Regions from separate parts of the Mus musculus genome. Here all the other regions are linked to region 3. Evidence: chromatin contacts called from public Micro-C data. All regions are on one chromosome and are shown on one strand. The core of a region is the stretch at or near the end of the contact, and the rest is flanking DNA. Distances in the headings are between cores, read along the strand shown. Region 1 overlaps Slc22a23 (solute carrier family 22, member 23). Region 2 overlaps Pxdc1 (PX domain containing 1). Region 3 has its middle 64 kb from the start of Slc22a23.

Region 1 (4,159 bases), core at 647-3,146, 220 kb before region 3:
GTGAGGTCTCTAACTCAAAATGCTTGTAGATTTTGTACCTATGAATCTGTAATATCTGCATATATATATCATGGAATATCTTGGAGAGGGAGGAGATCTAAGTCTAAATACAGACTTGTTTACATCTTAGATACGGCTTGTGGAACTTGAAGGTCATTTCTACACAATATTTAAAACAATTTTGCCCATGAAACAGAATTTCAGGGTGTAAAATTTTTTGCAGCCATGTCAAAACAAGCAAACCATGTTGGGGATTAGGAGTATTTTAGATGTCAGATTTTTAGTGTAGGAGCATCCAACCTGTGTTAGGAAGAGGGACGTGGTAGAGGGGACGCAGTTAAGTGATGCTCTTTCAAATATTATAACTTTACCATGATACAATCACAGTGGGATTAAATGCTGTGCTTCATGGGCCACCACGCAGGGATAATAATCATATTTTACAAACACTTAAGCCCTTTGAGCTTAGGGAAAGGCACACTTCTACCCAGTCTGGGGTTGTGCTGTCTCACTTACCTTTTTTAATTAACTGAATCGTTGATACAATTTTGGATTAGTGATTAGCTTCTTAGGCCAGGAGGAAAAACCAAAAAGGTTCTATGTAACCTTGTATCTTTCTTATTTTTTATTTTTTGTATAGCTAGGATGGCCCTGAACCTCTGCTTCTGTCTCCCAGGTGCATGTACCACCACACCCAGTTTATGGAGTGCTAGGGATCGAACCCAGGGCTTTCTGCATGCCAGACAAACAACTGAACTATATCTGCTGCCCTCAACTTTTGTTGAAATGGGGTCTCCCTGTGTAGGCTGAGAAGTCTCCACCCTCCTGCCTCAGCCTCCTGAGAATCTAGGATTATTGGGGGCATGTATACCTTTTTTTAAAAAAAATCCTTTCTTCCCAAGTCTCTCAGTGGACTGGAGCAAGGGTGATTTTCTTATCTTTCCCCCTTTCTATCCCTTGCCACGTTTCTTGTACCTTAAGCAGCTCCTGTTTCCATGTCTCTGGTAACTGTCTTGATGGGACCTAGGGTTATGTTCCTACCTGGCCTTGGGAGTCAGGGTGGAACTGATCATCAGACTGTGAGTCAGGCAGCCATCATGCCCTGCATGCCACACCACACCCTGGTCCTGCAGCCAAGGTGGGGCAGAACTGAGGACAGTCCTTACACACAGGCCTCTGTAGACAAGGACCAATCTAGAGATCTGAGAAAAGGTCCCACGTTATCCCGGCACCCACCTTATCACTGTGGGAGTGATCTCTGCACAGAAGAAGACACTGAGGCTCCCCACCGCATGGGATGCAAACATTCCCACGATGGAAAACGCAATGGAGAACTTGTCCTTGACGCTGTCACTCATCCCTGAAGGAGAATCCAAAGAAGGCGACCATGAGGTAGGAGAAAAAGGAAAAGAACAGAAGCCAGGCAAGGGGTGAGCTGAGACGAGAATGGGGGAAGGGAAGCCAGGGATATCCCAGGAGCTCGCTCCTCCCCAATGACTAGTTTGTGATACAGTTGGGCATGCAGTGGCCTTTGGGTGAGCAGTCCTCTAGGCCGAGGAGCCTGGAGTCCTTTAAAGCGTTCTCTTGGTGTCTGTTAGTGCCTTGGACACTAAGCATGCTGAGCTCACAGTGGCCAGTAGAATTACTCAGCCAGAAGCTATGCCAGGCAGGCTAAGGTTCTCCTGTTGCCACAGTGCTAAGGTGCCCACTATCTGCCCTGGATTCCAGGCTGCAATCTCAGGGTGGACCCACCCAACCCAGAGTCAGTGCTGATTTAAGTATAGAAAAACTACACATGACCCAAATGGAATAATTCATGGGCCCCGAGGGGAGGGAAAGCATTCAGCAGTCTCTATGCCTACAGGTGGCACTGGAGCCTAGCTAGCACGAGGCAGTACTGCACACAGTGTTGGCATGCGTAGGGGCTGTGCTTCTCAGCTCAGCTTAGTTTCCCTCAGGGCTGCATGGAGGGCAAGTGCTGTCATGGGCACTGGTAGCATGGGTTTGGTGGGGGCAGGCAGGTTTCATAGCAGCATGGGATATAGGGCAGCACCTCTGCTGTTCTCCCTCCCCCCTCCCCCATTGGAGAGCAGCAAGCTTGCATGAGTCATGAGGAGATAATGGCTCTCCCTGCAGCAAGGACGACCAAGCCCCAACCCTCCCACCTTCTCATCCTGACTAGCTGCTGACCAAGGACAAAAGCACTGGTGCTGGATCGGGGGCTGGGAGGGCATGCAAGCCAAGCTGCGCACAACCAGGGAGACAAGAGTGGCTTCCTCTAGCACAAGATGGGGATAGAGAATACAAATATATGCTTATAGTGTCCAACCTACGGCCAACTTCAGCTGCAATTCTTGAAGGGCAAAGAATGGAAGGGAGAGAGGAAACAGAAACCGATTGGTGAGTCCTTGTGGCAACTCTTGTGCGGACGTAATAGAAGCCAAGGAAGCCCAGGGAGAATCTTCAGTACTCACCTGAGTCTGGATGCTGGCTGTATTTGCCGATCACTGGAGCCGCGATGGGATGGACGCACCCACATACACAGGGTAACGAGAGTGGGAAAGAGGAAGAAGGCTTGTGAGGTATAGGGTGGCTGCCGAGTGTTCCCACATGAATTGTTTCTATGTGAACTTCCTTTTAAGTCTGAGTTGGTGCTGGCTGCCTGGGCAGTGGAATTCACACTGGACTAAACAAAGACCTTTTTGTTTGAAGAGAGGGCTAAGGCCCTATTTGCCACGGGGTCTGGGAGACAACACAATCCTGCAGAGAGGATCCAAGCGGACCTGAACAGAGCCTCTCTGCATAGAAAGTTATTCAAGTGGTACTCTTGGTCTGTGCCATGGGGTATTGCTCACAGTGAGAAGGCCTATCAGGCCACATTTATGCTTCTCCAAACCCAACTCTTCATAACTCCTGCCTTTTGCCCGGAGTCCCTGTGGCATTCCTGTTCAATACCAAAGAGGGCAGGTGGGATACTCTGGGTGCTGAGGGACCCTGACATATTTGTCTCAACTGAGTAAGCTGGACGGAGGCTTTCTGAAAGGTCAGCTAGGCAGTGTCCACCCAGGGCGACAGAGAACAGCTATTGGTTTTCTATCTTTGTTATCACCCAAGCATGATAGATAAGAACACAATTACATTAGGAAAACCACCTGTTTTGAAACCAGCTCTTCTGTAACCCAGTCTGCACCAAGGCTGTCATGACTTGTGGTGCAGGGGACAATAGGTACGTTTCACTATGCAGCTGGGGTAAGCTTTCCTCCAAAGAGGGGTGTTCAGTGGCACCCATTTCCCTGTGTTCTGAGCCTGTCCCAGGGAAGGGGTCTAGCATGAGAAGATGCCAGTGGTCTGCACTGTGTTCTGGGCAGGTGGGAAGGAGGCAGTGGGATTTTTTGTACTTAGGTGAGTGGTTATTTATGAGGATTGCACAGCAGTTAATGAAGGACTAAGTGGGCTCTCTAGATTTGTTTTAAGGTGATATGTGACATTTACCGAATACTTTGATAAATGATAAATTTGGGAAAATCAATAGAAAAACTGTGTCCCACACAAGAATGCCCAGACTTTCACTCTATTGTTGAAGAAGGACATGTCTGTCCTCCTTATGTGAAAAGCATACAAACGGTCTGCCCATAGTGAAGCCATGTTTACAGGGACACACACAGAGGCTTGGGAGTTACAGTGCCTCCAGAGAGCTCTTCTTTGGGGCCATAGGCCTGTGGCCTATGTGGGTGGGAGGAAGAGGGGAGGCCTAGCAGTTCACAGAGTCAGAGGACAGTATGTTCTACTAAAATTCCATCCTTCCTGAAGCAAGTTCTTGTGGCTATCGATTTCAGAATGACACTCTCAGGACATAGAAAACTTCTCTCAAGTCTCATCTAGTCCTTCCATTATAGTTTTGATCTTTAAAGTCCCCCAAAGGCCATTATGTTGAAGGCTTGGTCTCCACCCAGGGCAGTATGGGGAAGCAGACCTTTAGGAAGTAGAGCGTCATGGGCGCAGAGTCATGTACTTGAAGGTGAGCTCTCAAAGAGGACATTGGGACTCTAGATCCCTTTCTTTGATTTCTACATGCCATAAAGCAAATGCATTTCTCTGCCATATACTCCTTTCATGTGTTGTCCTGCTACAGGCTCCAATGGGTCAACAAACCATGGAC
Region 2 (3,957 bases), core at 595-3,094, 230 kb after region 3:
CTGCAGCACTGCCCTCCCCAGTCGCCATCTACACACTGATCAACAACCTCCTGAATGGGAAGTTACTCTTGGATCAGTCTCTACTGGAGGGTGGTGCAGTGACTTGAGGGTGAAATGTCCCCTGTAGGTTTGTGTGTTTGAACACTTAATCCCCAGCCAGTCGTGCTGCTTTGGAAGATTGGGGTACCTTTAGGAGGGGATCCTCACTGGGGTGAGTCACTTAGGGGTGGGTTTGTAGTTTCATAGCCTGGCCCAACTTCCTGTCTACTCTGCCTCTTGACTGCAGCTACAATGTGACCAGCTGTCTCACACCCCCACAACCATGCCTTCCTCTATACGATGGGCTGTATCCCTTCTAAACTGGAAGTCAAAATAAACCCTTTCTCCTTTAAGCTGTGTCTTTAGTGACAGTAATGAGGAGAGTAACCAACGGAAGTGACGTGGACAAAGAACTTGTACCTTCAAGCTCAGTAAGGCCTTGTTGATGTTCATATTATGGGACTGCAGACTGCTGTGCTGCTGGTAAGCCACGACATTAGCACGTATGCACACTGACCCCAAGTACAGCTGTTTCCAACCTTGTTCCTGCTACCTGTGCCTGGAGAACAGGTTAGTTCTGCTTGGTTGTCCTCTATACAGGGCTCAGCTGCATTAAACAGGAAGATTGTCTGAAGACTCTAACAAACACTTAAGTCTCAAATAATACTCATTATTACCATGACACTTGCTCATGATTTTCCACCTGTTGTCACACAAGAATAATAATTAAGAAACTGAAGAAAGTGTTATAATTAAAGAAATATTACAGTGCCTGCAGCCCATTTTCAAACAAACTTAAAATACGAATTCCTCACATGTCAGTTTAGAACCCACAGCAAAAAAAATCACTAGCTGGTTTAATTTTTTAGGCCACATCCCTAACTCTAGAAAACAGTTCATTTTCAGGTTAACCCCACACCCTGTGCAAGGATCAAACTCAAGGTCTCGCCTTGCTAGGCATGGTTCTGCCTCTGAGCCATTCTCTAGACCGCAAGATGCTTTCATGTTCCTATGTTCCTATTCTGTAATGCTTAATTTATAGTTAATTTTAGAATTGTAGGTAAGCCATGAAGGCACAGACAGGACTCCCACATGACCCATAGCAGCCCCCCTATTGTCAATACTTCGTACAGTTAAGGTCCCTCATCACATTCAGGGAATACCCAGTGGATGATGCTACTGAGTGTAAAGCCCCTTCATTGGGGTTTCTCTAGTGCCTCACTACTGCTACTTTCTTCTGCTACAGATGCAGTCCAGAACTTGGCTACACTGAGCTGTCGGGATCTCCTTGACTCTGATGGCTTTGGTCTGTCCGTGTTTCTCATGCAGGCCTTGTGAGGAATTCAGGTGAGCGACTTCACAACTCTTCCTTGGAGCTGGATATCCAGGTGGCTAAAACTCGGTGATGATATGTCACTGGGCAGAATCCCACAAGGCATGTTGAGTGCCCCTCTGTGGAAGTATGGGGCATGCGTGTGTGCATGTGTGTGTTGCAACAGTGTGCACAGGCCTACTGGCGATGCTAAACCGGGATGGGTAGGTTGCTTTCTCTTTGCCATTATCAAATATCTCAGAGAACAAGGTCTTAATACTGTGCAAACAACCCTGTTTTTCCTTGAACTTCCCCCATTGGTCTTAGCTTATCTCCATCACTGGAAAAAATTTGCAATATTTCCCAGTTAGTGTACATGGTGTTGTAATGGTGATTTTCCTAACTGTCATTAACCCTTCAGGTCATCAATTTCCTGATTCCTTTCTTCTGCAGGTCTTTAACCAGCCTCGGAAGCATTCACAGTACCGCCTTCCTCCTTTCTAAGTCCTCCCTAGCATTATATTTTCAGTTTACTCCAACAACAGAACAAAAGCCTAAGCAATATCCTTTTGTTAACTAGATGACCTGTCTATCTCTATATAGTAAAGCTTATGGCTAAGATCGAATGGATACTGGATTAATGAACAACAACAAAAAGTATTCCCTATCAAACCTTGATGGGAACAACTTACTTCTGTGGATGAAATCTACGGGTTCTACTAGCATATCCCAGAGAAGCTGAGACCTGAGACCTCTGTTTCCTTAGTGCTACGTAGTCATGGCTGCACCGCATCCGTGTGCTCTTGGGTTTGATAAACATTTAGATCAACACAGGAAATGAATGCTTAAGTCTGAGTGGCTATCCTTGCCAAAGCACTAGAATATTGACAGGATTTCTTCAGTACAACCAGTGCCTGCTGCCATCTGGTGGAGCCCTCACCACCTACAGCCTCAACATCCAAAGAGAAAAAACAGGCCTCTCAAGTCCCAGGCTCCATAAATCAGCATCCCCAGATAGGGGAATCTGTGGCAACTCCATGGCACCCACCGGCTCTCCAAATGCCAGAGTGCAGGAAGAAATCCCCCAAGAGAAGAAGAGAAAGGTCGGTGTAGGTCTTCACCATCGCCATCTGTTTCTTAAATGGAAAGACTTGGAGGGAATGAAGTGGGAGGGAGGGTTTGCCTTGGTGACCCTTGAGGGTCACAACACAAACAATAACCAGAGTCCAGTGGAGGAGCCCCAAGATCTGGATATGATATGACAAGATCAAAAGTCATCCATTGTTCAGACAACCCAGACAAACTGCCTCACTACATGCAATCAGCTGAATAGAAGGTTCTAGAGCTCAGATGCCAGTTTAAAAAAGACCCCTAGGCCCTTAAACTGCCTGCTCTCCTCTAAGATAACCAGGAAGTTGCTACACAATGAACAGCCCATATGGACCACCCACCCTGTGCACTCACGGTCGTGGGTTCTCCCGCAAGTGGTGTATGCCTATAATTCCAATACTGAGGAGGTTGACATAGTTAGGGAGGACTGTTGTAAGTTCAAGGCCAGCCTGCGCTAAATAGTAAGTTAAAGGTTAGCCTCCCAAAGAAATGAAAAAATAAAAAAATAAAAAATAAAACAATTATCTGGACAAGTATAGCCAGCTTTTAGGAAAACAGCAAGCAGGCCATGGGGCCCCTTCCTTCCTCTGTAGGCCTCACGGTGTTGACTTCCCCTTACAGTGGCTGACTTTCAGTGCTAGAAGGCTCAGTACAATGTCAATGCCAACAATACCAAAGCTAAAAGCTTCCCTAAAGCCAACAGCCAAATTCAACACCTCCTCAAAGGGGCTCCCTCACTTCCGCAGGTCGGCCACTGACTCCAGTCATTACCTCAGAAATGCTTTCCTGGGGCTGAAGATACGCTCAGCAGTTAAGAATACTTGATGTTCTTCCAGAAGACCCACACTCAGTTCCCAGCACCCACCTGGTGGCTCACAACCGTCTACCACTCCAGTTCTGAGAGCTCCAGTGCCTTCTTTAGCCTCTGTGGACACCAGGCACACACATGTAAATATACATGCTACAGACGTGCAGACAAAACACATATACAGACACAAAACTAAAATAATAAATATTGTTTAAAAGAATGCCTCCCTAATATTTTCATCGTCATTATATTCTTTCTTAAGTATTCTAACTAATATGTCAAATTAACTCCTTTGGAAGTAAAAATAACACACTTGGCAGTCACCAAGTAGAAGGTACTTAACGCTGCTTAGTAAGGATTCAGCGATCATTTTTCTGAGCCAGGGAAGTGACCTTTCTAGAGCCCAGTCAGTGGTAGAGGCTGAGTCCACCCACCCCATAGACACACTGGAAAGGGCCTTGAAACCACAGCCACTAAGCACAATCCTCCCACGCCTTCACCACAGTCCTCCCTCACCTTCATCACAATCCTCCCATGCCTTCACCACAGTCCTCCCTCACCTTCATCACAGTCCTCCCATGCCTTCACCACAGTCCTCCCACACCTTCATCACAGTCCTCCCATGCCTTCACCACAGTCCTCCCTCACCTTCATCACAGTCCTCCCATGCCTTCACCACAGTCCTCCC
Region 3 (4,257 bases), core at 557-3,056:
TGTCCATTGTAGAGCCTAACTATAGCATCTGGCCAGCTCCAAGCCTCTATCATTCATCAGACTGAATAGAACTTAAATGAGTGTTTAGTTTTCCACACTGCTGCCTTTCTTAGTTAGGTTACAGAATTAGGTAACCCACCACACCTGGACATGAAGATTCTGCCCCAAGGGGGCCAGCTACTGTGCTTATCAGTTCTAGACTTGAATCACTTTATAGTCATTGCATAAAATAATGGGTTTCATGATAACATTTTCATGGATGCAGTTTATGTACTGTGATCTTATTAACCCTTTCATTACCCTACTATTTCTCTATTTGCCTTGTGGTCTCTTGCTCTGCTAAATCATCCTCTTTTGGCCTTTATGCCTTAAAAAAAGTCTAGATTCTACATGTAACAGAAAACATGTGATGCTTGTCTTTCTGAATCTGCCTTCTTTTGCCTAACATGATGATCTCCAGGTCCATGCACTTTCCTGCAGATGACATCACTGTGTTCTTTGTGGATGACTGAATAAAATGCTATCATGTACGTATACCAATGCTCTTTATCCATTCACCTGTGGGTGGGTCTCCAGGCTGCTTCTGTAATTCGCTTTTGTGCATGATGCTGCAATGAACATGAATGGATCTTTATGGTTCGCCAACTCAAGATTCCCTTAGGTACATAGCCAGTGGGTAGCCACTGCTAAAGTGGGTTCACATGGTAGTTCTACTTTTAGGTTTTTTTTTTTGTTAGAGTCATACTAATTTCTATAGTGGCTGCCCTAATTTACAGAGCATAGCGTTCATCAAACCCTATATCCTTACCACCATTTGTTGCAGTTTGCTTTCTTGATGATTTATCTTTCTGTCACAGTGAGTTGTAACCTCAACATAGTATCAGTCTGTGTTTCCCTGATGGCTAAAGGGGTTGAACATTTTTCAGTTATTTACTGGCCATTTCTATTTCTATTTTTTTTAATAGGAACTGGTTTCACACTTAAAAAAAACAATGGTACTTGATGTTTCTTCCCACACAGGTCTACAGGTCTTAGGGTGACAAGGCATGGGTAAGAACCTAAATGACTTCTGGGGAAAAAGGAAAAGGGGGGAATGCACTGAGCCAGCTTAAGCTCGAAAGTCACCAAGCTCCTGGTCCAGCCAGGGGGAGCACTGGGCTCATGTTGGGCTCCATGAGTGAGTCAGCAGAGGTTGGTAAGTGGGCCTGGTAGGTCCTCAATCTGCGACTGAGTGAGAATATTGATTGCTCCAGTGCAAATGTGAGGGGATTGGTGGAGGGAAGAGACATACCGAGCAGAGGCAGAGGCAGAGGCATGAGGTGTCTGGCTTTTATATCCCTTCTCAGGAGTCTGCTGATGAGAGTGAAGCTAGTTCTTGTTCCTTATAGAAACCTGAGTCACTGTTATTGCTTTTGAAATAGGCTGGAGGTGAGCCAGCATGGGAGGGACAGGCAGGATGAGGAGGTGTGGAGCTGGTGACAGGCTGTGAGCATCAGTCAGCAGCTGTGGCATTTGCTTCTTTCTGAGCTGGACAGTGTTTATGAGCAGCCACAGTGTCCCCTGCAGAGAAAGTGCCTGAGCCAGACAGCTATGGATAACACCTTGGTTTATTTTATACCAGCCGGTCCCACTGTCCAAGGAGGGAATTATTATTTTGCCAAAAAGAGCATAACTTAGAAGCTGGAAGCACCAAGTACCTTCTAGACAGAAGGAAAGGATTCTGTTTGTTGTTCTGAGACAGGGTCAGCTCATCTAAGGAGAATGCTGGCCTCTCCTCCTCGGCTATGTCTGGAATTAATCAGGGCTAGACTGCTGGGTTCCAAAGAGAAATGAGACATGCAGTCCTTGAATACTGAGCATCACAGATCCAAGTTGCTATGGGATTCTAGAGAAAGAGAGGTCTGGATAGGTCCACGTTCATACAGCATGAGATTGTTAACAACCAAGGATTGAGTTCAGCAAATATTTATGAACTGGCAGCTCTTGTTAATGTCTGTGACTGTGAATAAGTCTAAGACTGTGATATATTTATGTCTCCCTCACCCCCACTACCCTTCATTCCTCTCCCTTCTTTATCCCTACCCTTCATTATTTCTCCTTTCTCTTGATTTTGATGGTTGGCAGGAAGGAAGTTCCTATCATAATTGCTTAGTTGAATAATCTCATAAGAAATCATAATCTTCGAAAGAACAAACAATCTTACGTCCAAGTTTTATCTATTTTATAAAAGAACAAAACCTAAGGCTGTTAAGCCTTAAGTAAATGTTTCAAAGAAGATTGTTTCTCTGAAGATATCATTATCTTCAGCTATTTTTCTGAGCTAACATTAGTAGGTTGGAATTTTACTTCTGCATGCACACACGTCTCAGTGTGACTTGAGTTTAGAACCTGTCAAGGTCTCCTTTCAAAGGAAGGTGACATTCTCAAGCTGCCTCCATTTCCCCTCTTTTTCCTCCCAGTTTTAGTGAGTAACATTATTACTGTGGCTGCTGACTGTGTCCCCATGCTCCAACATGTTTAAGGTTTAGCCTCTTTTACATGTGTTTGGAAAGAGTCATTACAGAAAGGTTCAATTAAGACCAGGTTAAGCCAGAAAACAGTGGGCCCTCAGCCAGTCCCTGAAGATCTCGGGAGTTGAAGAAAACTGTAACCAAACACCTGACCAAAAGCAGTTTAAGGGATAAAGAATTTATTTTGGCTCATAGTTCAAAGGAATACAGTCCATGAGGGAGGGGTGGGGGGTTGGGGAAGGGACAATAGCAAGAGATGCTAGTTCGTGTCAGAGAAAGGAGAATGCCAACTCTCTAACATAGTGGTTCTCAACCTTCCTGATGCTGTAACCCTTTAATGCAGTTCTCCATGTTGTAGTGAACCCCAAGCATGAAATTATTTTTGTTGCTATTTATAACTGTCACTTTGTTACTGTTATCAATTGTCATGTAAATATATGATATGCAACCCTGTGAAAAGGTCATTTGACCCCCAAAGAGGTCATAACCCATAGATTGAGGAGCAGCGTCCTGATGGCTTTTCTTTTTTCCTCTTTTCATTTTGTCTGGGACCTAGAAAAGAGTGTGAGATTCACCTAATCGGAAGCCTAACTAGGGAAGCTGGTGGATAATTATAGTCTAAAACCAAGGGCAGAAGAAGACCCATGTTCCGCTCAAGTTGCTGGAGAGAGAGAGAGAGAGAGAGAGGGAGGGGGAGAGAGAGAGAGAGAGAGAGAATTCTATCTCTCTGCCTTTTTATTTTCTTTGGTTCCTAGGCCAGTTGGATGTTACCAGTCAACATGGCTGGGGGTGGGGGTGGGGGTGGGGGTGGGCGGGAGCCACTTAATCTGCCTATTCAAATGCTTGTATTTTATGGAAACATTTCCACAGAAATATTGGGAATACTTTGTTAACATATTTGAGTTCCTGTTGGTCTATTCAAAATGACACATAAAATTAACAACCATAATTGTTATTTAGTGTACCAGTAAAGAATTTAGATCCTGAAGTCAGAGACAGGTTTGAACTTCTTCTTTGCCATTTACATGCTGTGTGGCTATAATTAAAGCCACGTAACCTCCAGGCCATGGTTTACTCATCTGCGAGATGGAAATGAAAGGAGACCTACCACCAGATCCACAGTGAAGATGAAGGCTGATGGTGAGGGTAAGAACGTGGGCAGAATTAGCTGGAAGCCATCTTAGAATGCATCTCACCCTACATAGTCATGATAGCCAGACAGTGGGGACCAATTCTGAGAAAAGTAGATTTGTCACAAGCACATATCCTAAAGGGACATTCCCAAACCTGGATGCTCCAGGTCTGTTACCCACATGGCCTCTGAGTGCAGCCAAGTAATCCTGTGATGTAATGCTCTTTGCAAAGTTTATCGTCACCTTGCTGTATAAGTAGAAAGTGGATACTCAGAAATAATGATAAATGGTACAGGAACCACCATCCAGGGTTGAGTATGTACACACTGCACCTTCAGGCATCTGCAGTGGCAGCTATGCTTGCACCAGAAAGCTACAATCAAACGACCAATGAGTGGCTCAGTGTTAAGGCAGCTGCGACACCCAGGCAATAGGATTTTTCCAGCTCCTTTGTACAACAACAACTGTAAACATGGTTTGCCATTGTCTAGATCATCCTTTTGCAGCCTGCAACTGATTCTGTAGGAAAATAAAACAGGAGTCCAGGAGGGACACTTAGGTAATGGCACCTGAGTGCAGTGTCCACGGGTGGACTTGCTAGGTTGAGCTAGGAA

The links. A called contact is a pair of places that touch in the nucleus more often than the background predicts.
Region 1: a contact with region 3 is called in a Micro-C map of embryonic fibroblasts, with 3 times the contacts expected there. The contact joins two enhancer-like sites. A contact is called at or near these places in 10 of 484 Hi-C or Micro-C datasets (the Ba/F3 cell line, the G1E-ER4 cell line, the N1E-115 cell line and 6 more), 4 of 115 datasets of contacts at active chromatin or transcription factors (astrocytes, embryonic stem cells, extraembryonic endoderm stem cells and 1 more) and 3 of 9 other capture datasets (adipose tissue, embryonic stem cells and liver).
Region 2: a Micro-C map of the HL-1 cell line shows a contact between it and region 3, with 6 times the contacts expected there. The contact joins two enhancer-like sites. A contact is called at or near these places in 17 of 484 Hi-C or Micro-C datasets (the AML12 cell line, the C2C12 cell line, the HL-1 cell line and 9 more) and 1 of 115 datasets of contacts at active chromatin or transcription factors (the NIH/3T3 cell line).

Annotation. Positions count from the first base shown.
Region 1 is chr13:34,190,920-34,195,078 of GRCm38.p6, forward strand. It overlaps Slc22a23 (solute carrier family 22, member 23), which reads right to left. Exons shown (of 10, transcript NM_001382849.1): 8 at 2,475-2,507; 9 at 1,237-1,360. Among named protein-coding and RNA genes, the nearest start is that of Gm52037, 4.9 kb to the right of the region's middle. Within about 2 kb of position 1,897, at least 83 of the 459 cell types and tissues checked have an H3K27ac peak or open chromatin away from gene starts, as enhancers often do. A contact at or near this core is called in astrocytes, embryonic fibroblasts and pancreatic cancer cells, where this site is marked.
Region 2 is chr13:34,633,922-34,637,878 of GRCm38.p6, forward strand. All of the region lies in intron 3 of Pxdc1 (PX domain containing 1), which reads right to left. Among named protein-coding and RNA genes, the nearest start is that of Pxdc1, 17 kb to the right of the region's middle. Within about 2 kb of position 1,845, at least 17 of the 459 cell types and tissues checked have an H3K27ac peak or open chromatin away from gene starts, as enhancers often do. A contact at or near this core is called in the HL-1 cell line, where this site is marked.
Region 3 is chr13:34,407,030-34,411,286 of GRCm38.p6, forward strand. No RefSeq gene overlaps it. Among named protein-coding and RNA genes, the nearest start is that of Slc22a23, 64 kb to the left of the region's middle. Within about 2 kb of position 1,807, at least 76 of the 459 cell types and tissues checked have an H3K27ac peak or open chromatin away from gene starts, as enhancers often do. A contact at or near this core is called in the HL-1 cell line, astrocytes, embryonic fibroblasts and 1 more, where this site is marked.